Linked DNA regions of Sus scrofa: all the other regions are linked to region 1. A link is a contact called in public Hi-C and HiChIP or PLAC-seq data. All regions are on one chromosome and are shown on one strand. The core of a region is the stretch at or near the end of the contact, and the rest is flanking DNA. Distances in the headings are between cores, read along the strand shown.

What was found. Hi-C and Micro-C count contacts between places; a contact is called where the count stands out from the background. HiChIP or PLAC-seq counts read pairs in DNA pulled down with a chosen protein or histone mark.
Region 2: a contact with region 1 is called in a Hi-C map of liver, with 4 times the contacts expected there. The contact joins the promoter of FRS2 here to the promoter of CCT2 in region 1. A contact is called at or near these places in 2 of 5 promoter capture datasets (fetal liver and liver), 10 of 47 Hi-C or Micro-C datasets (alveolar macrophages, brain, embryonic fibroblasts and 5 more) and 2 of 2 datasets of contacts at active chromatin or transcription factors (alveolar macrophages and skeletal muscle).
Region 3: an H3K27ac HiChIP or PLAC-seq map of alveolar macrophages shows a contact between it and region 1. The contact joins the promoter of YEATS4 here to the promoter of CCT2 in region 1. A contact is called at or near these places in 5 of 5 promoter capture datasets (fetal liver, fetal skeletal muscle, liver and 1 more), 12 of 47 Hi-C or Micro-C datasets (blood, embryonic fibroblasts, fetal skeletal muscle and 7 more) and 2 of 2 datasets of contacts at active chromatin or transcription factors (alveolar macrophages and skeletal muscle).

The regions. Positions count from the first base shown.
Region 1 is chr5:33,856,789-33,860,246 of Sscrofa11.1, reverse strand. CCT2 (chaperonin containing TCP1 subunit 2) reads right to left here and starts at 1,710. Exons shown (of 17, transcript NM_001170520.2): 1 at 1,606-1,710; 2 at 819-893; 3 at 622-687. The coding sequence starts at 1,608.
Region 2 is chr5:33,724,083-33,727,409 of Sscrofa11.1, reverse strand. FRS2 (fibroblast growth factor receptor substrate 2) reads right to left here and starts at 1,954. Exons shown (of 10, transcript NM_001243209.1): 1 at 1,807-1,954.
Region 3 is chr5:33,625,329-33,628,818 of Sscrofa11.1, reverse strand. YEATS4 (YEATS domain-containing protein 4) reads right to left here and starts at 2,003. Exons shown (of 7, transcript XM_021091975.1): 1 at 1,727-2,003. The coding sequence starts at 1,777.

The sequences.
Region 1 (3,458 bases), core at 461-2,960:
ATGAGGCTCGGATCCCATGTTGCTGTGGCTGTGGGGTAGGCTGGCAGTTACAGCTCTGATTTGACCCCTAGCCTGGGAACCTACATATGCTGTGGGTTCAGCCCTTAAAAACAAAAGAAGAGAGAGCTATGAACAAGGCTGTTTCTACAATGTAATAGCGAAGGCAACAGATGCAAACTATTTCTCACAACAAAGTAATAAATACAAACCATAAAATAAGCAACATGCAGAATACTATTTGGCAAAGAGGACGGGTACATTTACACCGAAAGGAATTTAAAAAAACCAAGTTACAGAAAAAGTACATACAAATATTATCTGTGAAGAGATAAAACAACGTTCTGTTACAATGACAATACATAAAAAACACCTAACACATAAGATACCCTTACCTCTACATAAGAACAAAGGCATTGATTATGTTTATGTCCAAAAGGACTGGGGAGGGGAGTGGCATTTGAGATGAAAGAGGACTTTAGTCACTGATTTTTAATAAGGAAAATACACACAAGTCTTTAAGTATAATCAACAATTAAATATTTAAAAGCGTCTTCAAAAAGCATGCTATTACATTTCTACAAAAAGTTCTAAAACAGTATTAAAAATCCCTATTTTTCTTACCATGCCCTTGGGTCCCAACGTGCTCTTTACCAAGTCTCCAATAGCGATGGCACCAATAAAAGAGGACTGGAGTAAAGATTAAAGAGATGATGAAAATCAACTTAAGAGTCTTAAATTGTGAAAAAACAAACAAAAAAACAAAAAACGAACATCCCCCTCCACTATTGTATCTTTTAAAGAATAAGAACGAGGCTTACCAGACGAGCTGTCTCTGCTCTCTCTTCATCAGCCCCAGCCTTGAAGATATTAACAGGTGCCAGGGAAAGGGACGCCTAAAAGGGACAAACAAGAATCAGTCTAAGTACCAGTACTCCTTAACACATATACTTGGATACCTTCCACTAGACTTACCAGTTGCTATCTAAGAGAAAATCAGTTTGCAGAATAGCGTCCTTTTTTAAACAAATGAAGCTCTTCATCACCGGGGCGGTATTTAAAGCGGAGGGAGGGACTAAAGTGACACTGCTGTTTAGAACCACAAATGCTCCAAAAATAAAAATTCTACGTCAGAGAGATTATCGGTGTACAGCAAGTTCAAAGATGATTTTAAAAATGAGGTGGCCGGGGTTGTAGCCCACTCGCGCGACGACCGCCAGGCGGACGAGGGAACACAGCGGCCCCGCTTCCAGCTTCGCCCTCCGGCCGCTCCAGGCTCCGCCCCGAGGGGGAGGGCGGGGTCCGCCTCGCCGACCCGCCCGGTGCACTAGAAATTTCTCTGCTTGGGGTGAAACGCGGCCCTTGAGGTTTGAGACTGCGGAGAGGCCGACTCCGAATAAGACGCTGGCCTTAAGGCCCACTCCTCCCTCGGGCCCGCACCGGGGGCCTCACACGCCGGCCCGGCGCAGGCCACACGCCGCGGCCTGCGCCATGTGCTGCGGCCCCGGGGGACAGACTCAGGGAGCCCGCGTCGTTGGGAACACAGAGATGGGCAGAGGGCGGCGCGGCACTGGGGGCCTTGGGCAGGGACTGCGGGACCAGACTCACCATGGTTCCGAGGAGTTCGGTACACACGCGCACCCCTCACAGCTCGCGATCCGGTCCAGAGGGAAAAGAGGCCGGAAGTGACGCCACACGCTCTCCCGCAGGGGGCGGAGCCCGGGCCGGCGCGCGGCTCCTTATGGGCGCCGCCCTGGGGGGAAGGGAAGGGGCAGCATTTCGAAGGGAGCCCCGCGGGTCGGAAACGCTGCCAGTCAAGCTCGAGGGGCGGGGCCTTGGCTGCCCTCTGCCCCTTGCGGAGCCACCTGCTCAGGACTAGGAAAGGAGGGTGTGACGTTTTGCTTGGGAACTAGCGGTTTGGAAGCAGAACGCCCCAAGATGGAAGAGACGCCTCGCCGCCCTTGGGGGTTGCCATAGCAACGGAGATTTCTCTTGCAAGTTTTAATTTTTTTTTTCTTTTTAGGGCTGCGCTGAGGCAAATGGAAGTTCCCAGGCTAGGGGTCTAATCGGAGCTATAGCTGCCGGCCTACACCGCAGCCACAGCAACGTGGGATCTGAGTGGAGTCTGCGGCCTACACCACAACTCACGGCAAAACTGGATCCTTAACCTACTGAGTGAGGCAGGAGATCGAACCTGCGTCCTCATGGATACTAGTCGGATTCTTTACCGCTGAGCCACCATGGGAACGCGGAGGGTTTTTTTCTTAAATTTAACCTTAAAAAATTTTTGCCTTGAGGTGCTACATATACACAATTTAAAGTGTTATAATATTTTACTGCTAGTTTAATTTTGAGCATTATTTTTTTTTAATTATTTTTTTTTTTTCCTGCTATTTCTTGGGCCGCTCCCACGGCATATGGAGATTCCCAGGCTAGGGGTCCAATCGGAGCCGCAGCCACCGGCCTACACCAGAGCCACAGCAACGAGGGATCCGAGCCGCGTCTGCAACCTACACCACAGCTCACGGCAACGCCGGATCGTTAACCCACCGAGCAAGGGCAGGGACCGAACCCGCAACCTCATGGTTCCTAGTCAGATTTGTTAACCACTGCGCCACGACGGGAACTCCAATTTTGAGCATTATTAATACAGAGGAACACAGATTTCTGTTTTGTTTGCTTCTGTTTTTTGTCTTTTTAGGGCCTCACTGGAGATATATGGAAGTTTCCAGGTCAGGGATTGAATCACAACTGTAGCCACCGGCCTACACAGCAGCCACAGCAATGCCAGATCCTTAACCCACTGAGTGAGGCCAGGGATGGAACCCGCATCCTCATGGATACTAGTCAGGTTCATTACCACTGACCCCCAACAGGAACTCCAAGAATTGCATTTCTTTTATTGAATTTTAGAACACTTTTTAATTGGACTGACCAGGACAAGGTCTTGTGAGCTCTGACAGAGACATTTACTTTGTCTTTGCCCTGCTTGCTCATTTTTAGGAGGGCTCACCACCACCAGCACCATCACTCACAGTTGTAGGGATGACCAACATCCTCTTAAGCTGTGGTAGAGAGCAAGATCAATCGTAAATATTTCTGTTTATTAAGAAGTTTTCTATTTTCCTTACGTTGACCCTCTAGGATGTTCAAAGTAGAATATTTGTGCTTAAAAAAAAAATCTATTTAGGAGTTCCCTCCGTGGCTCAGTAGTTAACAGACCCGACTAGGATCCGTGAGGATGTGGGTTCGATCCCAGGCCTCACTCAGTGGGTTAACGATCTGTCATTGCTGTGAGCTTTGGTGTAGGCCAGCAGCTGTAGCTCCGATTTGACCCCTCGCTTGGGAACTTCCATATGCCAAGGGTGCCACCCTAAAAAGCCAAAAAAAAAAAAAAAAAAAAAACTATTCACCTAGGGAGCACTTGGATTTTGGCAATTATTAACATTAATAGATTTTTC
Region 2 (3,327 bases), core at 705-3,204, 130 kb after region 1:
ATATCTACTGAATTGATGTGAACATAATTAAATTTACAACACCTGAAAGTATCTGATTTTCCCTACCTCTTTCTGTTCTTAAAAATCTTGAACTATTTCTCCTTGAAATACATTAACTATCATACCTTCATTCAGGACGGATCCATAACCGTATCTAACTTAACTCCTTTTCCAGATTCTCTCAATTCCAATATTTCAACCCTATGCTCTAAAAGAACTAGAGAATTTCAAGTAGCTAAGAATCTATGGTTTCTATCTAAATCTAAAAGTTGGACAACTAACTTTTTTGTCTACAATTTTTTCCAGGAACTTTAAAAATCATCCACCCTTTGCCTGTTAAATATCAACAAGCCTAAAATAAATTTTCTTTTGCATAAGAGAGCTCACTGAACTTGTCACTTCAGTCTATTTTCCCTAATTCATGATATTGCCTCCCCTTTCACTGGTGGGAGGAAAGAGAAGCAGATAAGAACCCCCAAAAACTACAGTATAAGCCCTAATATAAGCACCAGACAAGAAGTACATGAAAGTGTCACAGGTTTCACAAACGTGCTGTGTAGATACTTTATAAAAACAATGGTCATCCGCTGATAGTCAAAATCTGCAGTAACTGCTTTCTCTTACGATCATAATTTCAAAATCACGATTAAATTGAGTAAATCCTATTTCCTACCAACCTTTCAGGAGTAGCTTATTACCTAAAATCTGTTCACCAAAAAAAAAACTACCTACATCACTTGCTCCTCTAGGAAATGCTCAATTACTCCAAAGTAAACACCTCATAATATAAATTAAAAAAACATAAAACAAAACACCTCTACCCACTTGTGTGAACCTCTGCATTGCAGCAACAGCTGTAACAGTATAAGGAACCTCCTAGGAGTTATAGAGAACAATTTTTCTTTAAAAGTTAAGGAAAATGACAGTCCCAAATATGAAGGTATATAAACGTCGGGAAAGAGGAGGTATAATTCTCCAACCCTCTGCAGTCAATTTGTGCAACAACCACAGACTGAACTCATCATACAACTGTGACTTCAGATAGCCACAGAAATTAGGAGTACAGATTAGAGAATAGCATCATTTCTTACTGCCGAGAAAAAGAGGGAATTTACCTGAACTGCTTTTCTTCAAGCAAGCTGTTTTTTTTAAGAAGTCACTTCAACAACGGCTTGAGTAAGCTTTCAAGCGAGTAAAGATCATGGGAGGCGCGCTGCTCCCACAGTGACCTACGTATCCAAAACCGGTCCCAATCGATCCTGGGCAACCCCTAAGCGGGTCTGGTTGGAAAGCCTTGCAAAAGATCCCCGACATCTACACACGCATCGCCCAACCCTGGGTCGGAGGAGACAACACCCCTGGAACCCGAGCTAACTACCGAGCCCGAGGACAGATCCAGAGACAGCAAAAGTCGAGAACTACAGCCCAAGACTGAGTCTGAGGTCTAGATTCCCAGGCTCGGGTCGGAGAGAGAAAACCAAATCCGAGAGGCAGCGCGAGTACTTGGGGGAGCTTAAGTGAGGGGTCGGATGGACGGAGGCCCAGCCCATCCTTACTCTAGAGTCCCAACAGCAACAACAGCTCCAGGAACCCCCACCCCGGCTCCGCCCCGCCCACCCCACGGCCCAGCCACCCGCTTCTTCCCGCCCCGCAGGCTCGGCAAAGACCGCGGCGGTCGACAACCCCCTTCCTCGAACCCCGACAGCCCAGCCTGCAGCCCGGAGTCCCAAGCGGGCAGCGGGGGCCCGAGAGCGCCAGCCCCGACGCGGCCCGCGGCCGTCGCAGTCAGCTCCGCCGGCCACTCACCGTCCGCCTGGGCGCTGGGAGCGGGCAGGGCACGGGTCGGCAGGCGCGGACCCCCGGGCTCCCACCTAGGCAGGAGCCCCTCTTCCGAGCCGATCGAGCCTCAGCGGCAGTACCTACAAGGCCTCTCTCCGGCTCGAACTATGGAAAAGCACTTCCGGGGGAGCGGGGAGGGAAGGGTTTTGGCACCGGAACTGCTCACAGGCTGGAGCTGCCGGCGCCTCCCGGGCGGGGCGGGGTGGGGCGGGGCAGAGCCCCTCCCGCCGGCGCCGGCAAATCCGACGCTAACCCTTTCTGCGCCGCGGCCCCTCGATTCTCCAGACTCCCGCTGCCTCCTTCGACGTGTTCCACTCCAGGCACCTGCTTTTGCAGAAGAGGAAACCGAGGCTCGGAGAACTTAGATGCAACGGTCCAGCGCCTACAACCCGCCTCCTGGATCTCTCCAGTATTCTTACCACTCTAATCTGCCTCCTTTAAAAATAATAAGTTAACATATATTGACCGCATACTGCGTGATAGTCGCTGTATAAAGCGCTTTACTCAGTTTAATCATTCCCAAGCCCCTTGAGGTCGGTGCTGTTAGCTACATCTTGCAGAGGAGGAGACCAGTACCAATACAAAAACGGTGGCTCTTTATTTTAACTTGTGTGTATAAATCTCACCTACCCCAACACAAGTTTTAAATTCTTGGGGAGTTCCCGTCGTGGCGCAGTGGTTAACGAATCCGACGAGGAACCATGAGGTTGCGGGTTCGGTCCCCGCCCTTGCTCAATGGGTTAACGATCCAGCGTTGCCGTGAGCTGTGGTGATCCAGCGTTGCCGTGAGCTGTGGTGTAGGTTGCAGACGCGGCTCGGATCCCGCGTTGCTGTGGCTCTGGCGTAGGCCGGTGGCTACAGCTCCGATTCAACCCCTGGCCTGGGAACCTCCATATGCCGCGGGAGCGGCCCAAGAAATAGCAACAACAGCAACAACAACAAAAAGCCAAAAAAAAAAAAAAAAAAAAAAAGAATTATAAATTCTTTAAGGGCAGGAACTAAATTATATTCCTATATTCCATCATCACTTGGAATTTCAATAGAGGTCAAGAGCTTGGGGACTCTGGACTCTTACTGCATGGATCTTGTCGTTTATTTTTATTTTTCCACCCTGGGCGAGTTGCTTGACCTCTCTCAGCTTGTTTCTTTATTTGTAATACAGTTGATGTATTTGATGTGTGTGTATGCATATATATATATATAATCATCTCTGGATTTTTGTAGGAATTCAAAATGAAAATGCTTGATAAGCTGTGGTGTACTAGTATCCACGTAGGACTGGGTAAAAATCAACAATTTTCTTCCCTCATCACTAATAAGAACAATTTTTCCTCTAGTAGAGTCACTTTAGCAGAGGGTAATTTTGAAAACTATGGGTTAGCAACAGGCGATAGAAAAGGTTAGTTAAGGAAATAAAGAGTAGAGGTTTTGGCAAAGGGAAAAATGAAGGTAGGTGAGCCAAAGAATGTCCTTGGGGCCAGCCTGGAT
Region 3 (3,490 bases), core at 754-3,253, 230 kb after region 1:
CACTATGTGAAAACAATATGATACAGAGAAAGGCTTAAAACAAAACAAAACAAAAACCTAGGCTCAGTGAGTTAAGAATGTAGCTCAGCAGGTTAAGAATCCCACTAATATCCATGAGGATGTGGGTTCAATCCCTGGCCTTTCTCAGTAGCTTAAGCATCCTGCCTTGCTGCAAAGTGCAGTATAGGTGAAAGATGCACCTCGGATCTGTCTGTGGCTGTGTGGCTGTGGCGTAGGCCAGCACCCACAGCTCTGATTCAACCCCTAGCCTGGGAACTTCCATATGCCCTAGGTGCATAGGTGTGCCCCTAAAAAGAAAGAAAGAAAGAAAAACAACAACAACAACAACAAAACCCTAGATCAACTAAATTGGTGCAAAAGTAAGTGATTTCTTTTTAAAGAAAAATTTACTTTCTACAGTAAATAAAAATCAGAACCGGGGAGTTCCTGCTGTGGCCACAGTGGGTTAAGAATTCAACTGCGGAGTTCCCATCTTGGCTCAGTGGTTAACGAATCCGACTAGGAACCATGAGGTTGAGAGTTCGATCCCTGGCCTTGCTCAGTGGGTTAACGATCCGGCGTTGCCCTGAGCTGTGGTGTAGGTCGCAGATGCGGCTCGGATCCCGCGTTGCTGTGGCTCTGGCGTAGGCCGGTGGCTACAGCTCCGATTCGACCCCTAGCCTGGGAACCTCCATATGCCGTGGGAGCGGCCCAAGAAAATGGCAAAAAGACAAAAAAAAAAAAAAAAAAAGAATTCAACTGCTTGGGTAGATTCGGAGGCAAGCGTTCAATCCTCAGCTCCAGGCAGTGGGTTAAAGTCGTTGCCACAGCTTCTGCTGGGATTCCACCCCTGGCCCAGGAACTTCCATAAGTAGGAGTAACACCATTAAAACAAACAAACAAAAACAGAAGGGGTAAAAATATATATATCAGGAACCAGTTCGTCTGTCATAAAAAATTAACGTGCCAAAAGATGTAGGAGAGTGGAAAGGAAATGTGTCCAGTATCAAACATCACCGTAGGCTTTATGATAACTTGAATTAAAAACTAAGACGCTAGCCCGTACTGAATGGTCCCTATGTGCCAGGCAGTGTTATGTTCTCTGCATACCTTGATTAGTATCTCGGCCACACCTCTGGAGCTTTAAGAACACCATGAACTTAGATAAGTGTTCTTAATTTTTCTATTCCCCAATTCTTCGCTTACCGCACTTGTAAATACTGGGGGTAATACTGCCTCTGTAAGGTTGGTGTAGGGGCTGAATCAGAGAATCGGGTAAAGCGTTTCTCCACCGTGCTTACTTAGCAAAGCAAGTGCGTATGAAATATTTGTTATAGTTATTATCCTCAAAATAGGTGGTACCCACCCCCACACCCCTCCCACCCCGCCCTATACAGCTGACCCAGGCTGTCAGTGAAGGAGCAGCAATCCAGGGCCTCCTACCCCGGGCTTGTTTCCCGGCAACAGTGTCCAGCTCTCCCGCCTGACCACTGACTAAGTTTGTTTCTTGGCGGGGACGGGAGGGTGGCGGTGACGCGTTCAGCTGGGGCCCAATGAAACCACGGTTATCCCTCGGGGGCCTGGACTCGCCGTCCGCCCGGAAACCGTGGTTCCCGCCCGAGGCGAGAAGGCGCGAGAGGGAACAAGCGGGCCCTCCCCCGGTCGCGCTGGGAGGAGCCGGGGCGAGAGAGCCATCCCGGAGGGTAGGCGCGGGCCGCGCACTGACCTTCACTCTCCCGCCGGAGTCAGGCCCAAATTCGGCCATTCTCTTGAACATATTGTCCTACGGAAGAAGCCGCCTCCGCCAGGGAAAGAGACCGGGGCCGGCGGGCTCGCCGCTCCCCTCAGAGGTCCCGCTCCTCCCGCGCGGGCCCGGGAGGAGGGTTTCTGACCGAAGGAGGGCGAGTCACAGGGGCTCGGGGCGCTGAGGATCCGCCAACTCCTCACGGCGGGCGGCGTCCCGGAAGCCCATTCAGCCCGGTGCGGGTGGAGAGCGGAACCGCGTGCGCAGGCGCGAGGAGGTCGTGCACACTGCGCACGCGCCGGGCCGCTGCCCTTTCCCGCGGCGCGCGGGGGTTCTGGTTGTCCGGGTTAGAGGATCCGGGAAATCTCCATGCACTCTGTCGCCGTCCCAGACCACCTAGCTTCGTAAGGACAGAGGAACATTCTTATCGAGGCAGTGCTTTGCCATCGCCAGAACATTAGAGTTCTGAAATTAAATTCATGAAATCTCGCCCACCCACAGTTTTTAGTTGTGTTCGTCCAGTCCTCTCTGCCTTCCGTGCATGAACCATTAATTTCTTTTATTTACTCCATCCTTCCTCTCTTTCCTTTTCTACTCTGTTTAGATTCTCGGATGGCACAAGCCTCTCCACCCTGTACCTTTATGTGGTACTAACTACTTTGCAGGTTAGTGAAGTGCTAAATTATCTCTAATTCAAAGTAGTAGGTGCTGGTCAGATGTTCTTTTTCTTTTATTTTAAACTAGAAGCTATCCTAAACTTTTCCTTAGGCTCCTCAAGCTTCCTACCTTAACACCAACCCTCTCATTCTGATCAGATAACTTTGCATCTTATTTCACAGAGAAAGCGGAACGCGATGACACCAGACCTAAACACAAGCTTTGATTTGTCCAATATCCACCCTCCCTTCCTTTCTTTTCTGTTCAAGGGGCAGTTTTCTTCCAGTTTGAAATCACTCCTTCGTCTCTAATCTCCATCTCATTCTCTTTCCCTTTCTCAAGGATTTTGCCTTATTAACTATCTCCACTCCACCCTGTATCTTAAGTCTTTTTTCTTTGGCTTTTTTTCTTAAGAAGTGTTAAACAAACTTAAATCTTTCCTACCAAAACCCAACCAAACACATCTTTAATCCTGCATGGCTCTATCTCTGAATTATCTTTTAAAGTCGATTTTGAACAGGCTGTCAACATTTCCATTGTTTCCACATGCTTTTTTTTTTTTTCCCCCAAAGGTGGTTGAAATCAGTGAGGTCTTATTAAAGCACGCTGTCAAACAACATCCTTCACAACATAATACAGGATTTTTTGTCTTCTATTCCCTCTCCTGAACTTCACCTTTCTCAAATCATGGCTTTCAGAATGTGATCTCTGAAACCCAAATTTGCTCTTTAAAATGATCTCTCCATCTTTCCTATTTCTGTTTTCCTCCTGTTTCTCAAGGAAATTTTAATTCTTTGCTTAAAAATTTTAAAAAGGAAATAAAAAAATTTTTACCCTAAGTATTTTTTAAGGCAGAATAACATTTAATAAAATAAAATTAATCAAATATGTAAAACACATTGATAACTTTTGGGGAAAGTTAATGGATTGAATACATATCTTTTACCTTTTCCCAAAACTCCTTTAAAATAAGTCAAGAGATTTTCCAAAAGGCATAATCCTCTAAGGATGGGGAGAATGGGAGAAACAATATCTTGAAATCTGGAATACAAAAGGCAAGTGGTATCTGGAGGGCAGCTTGGAGAGCTG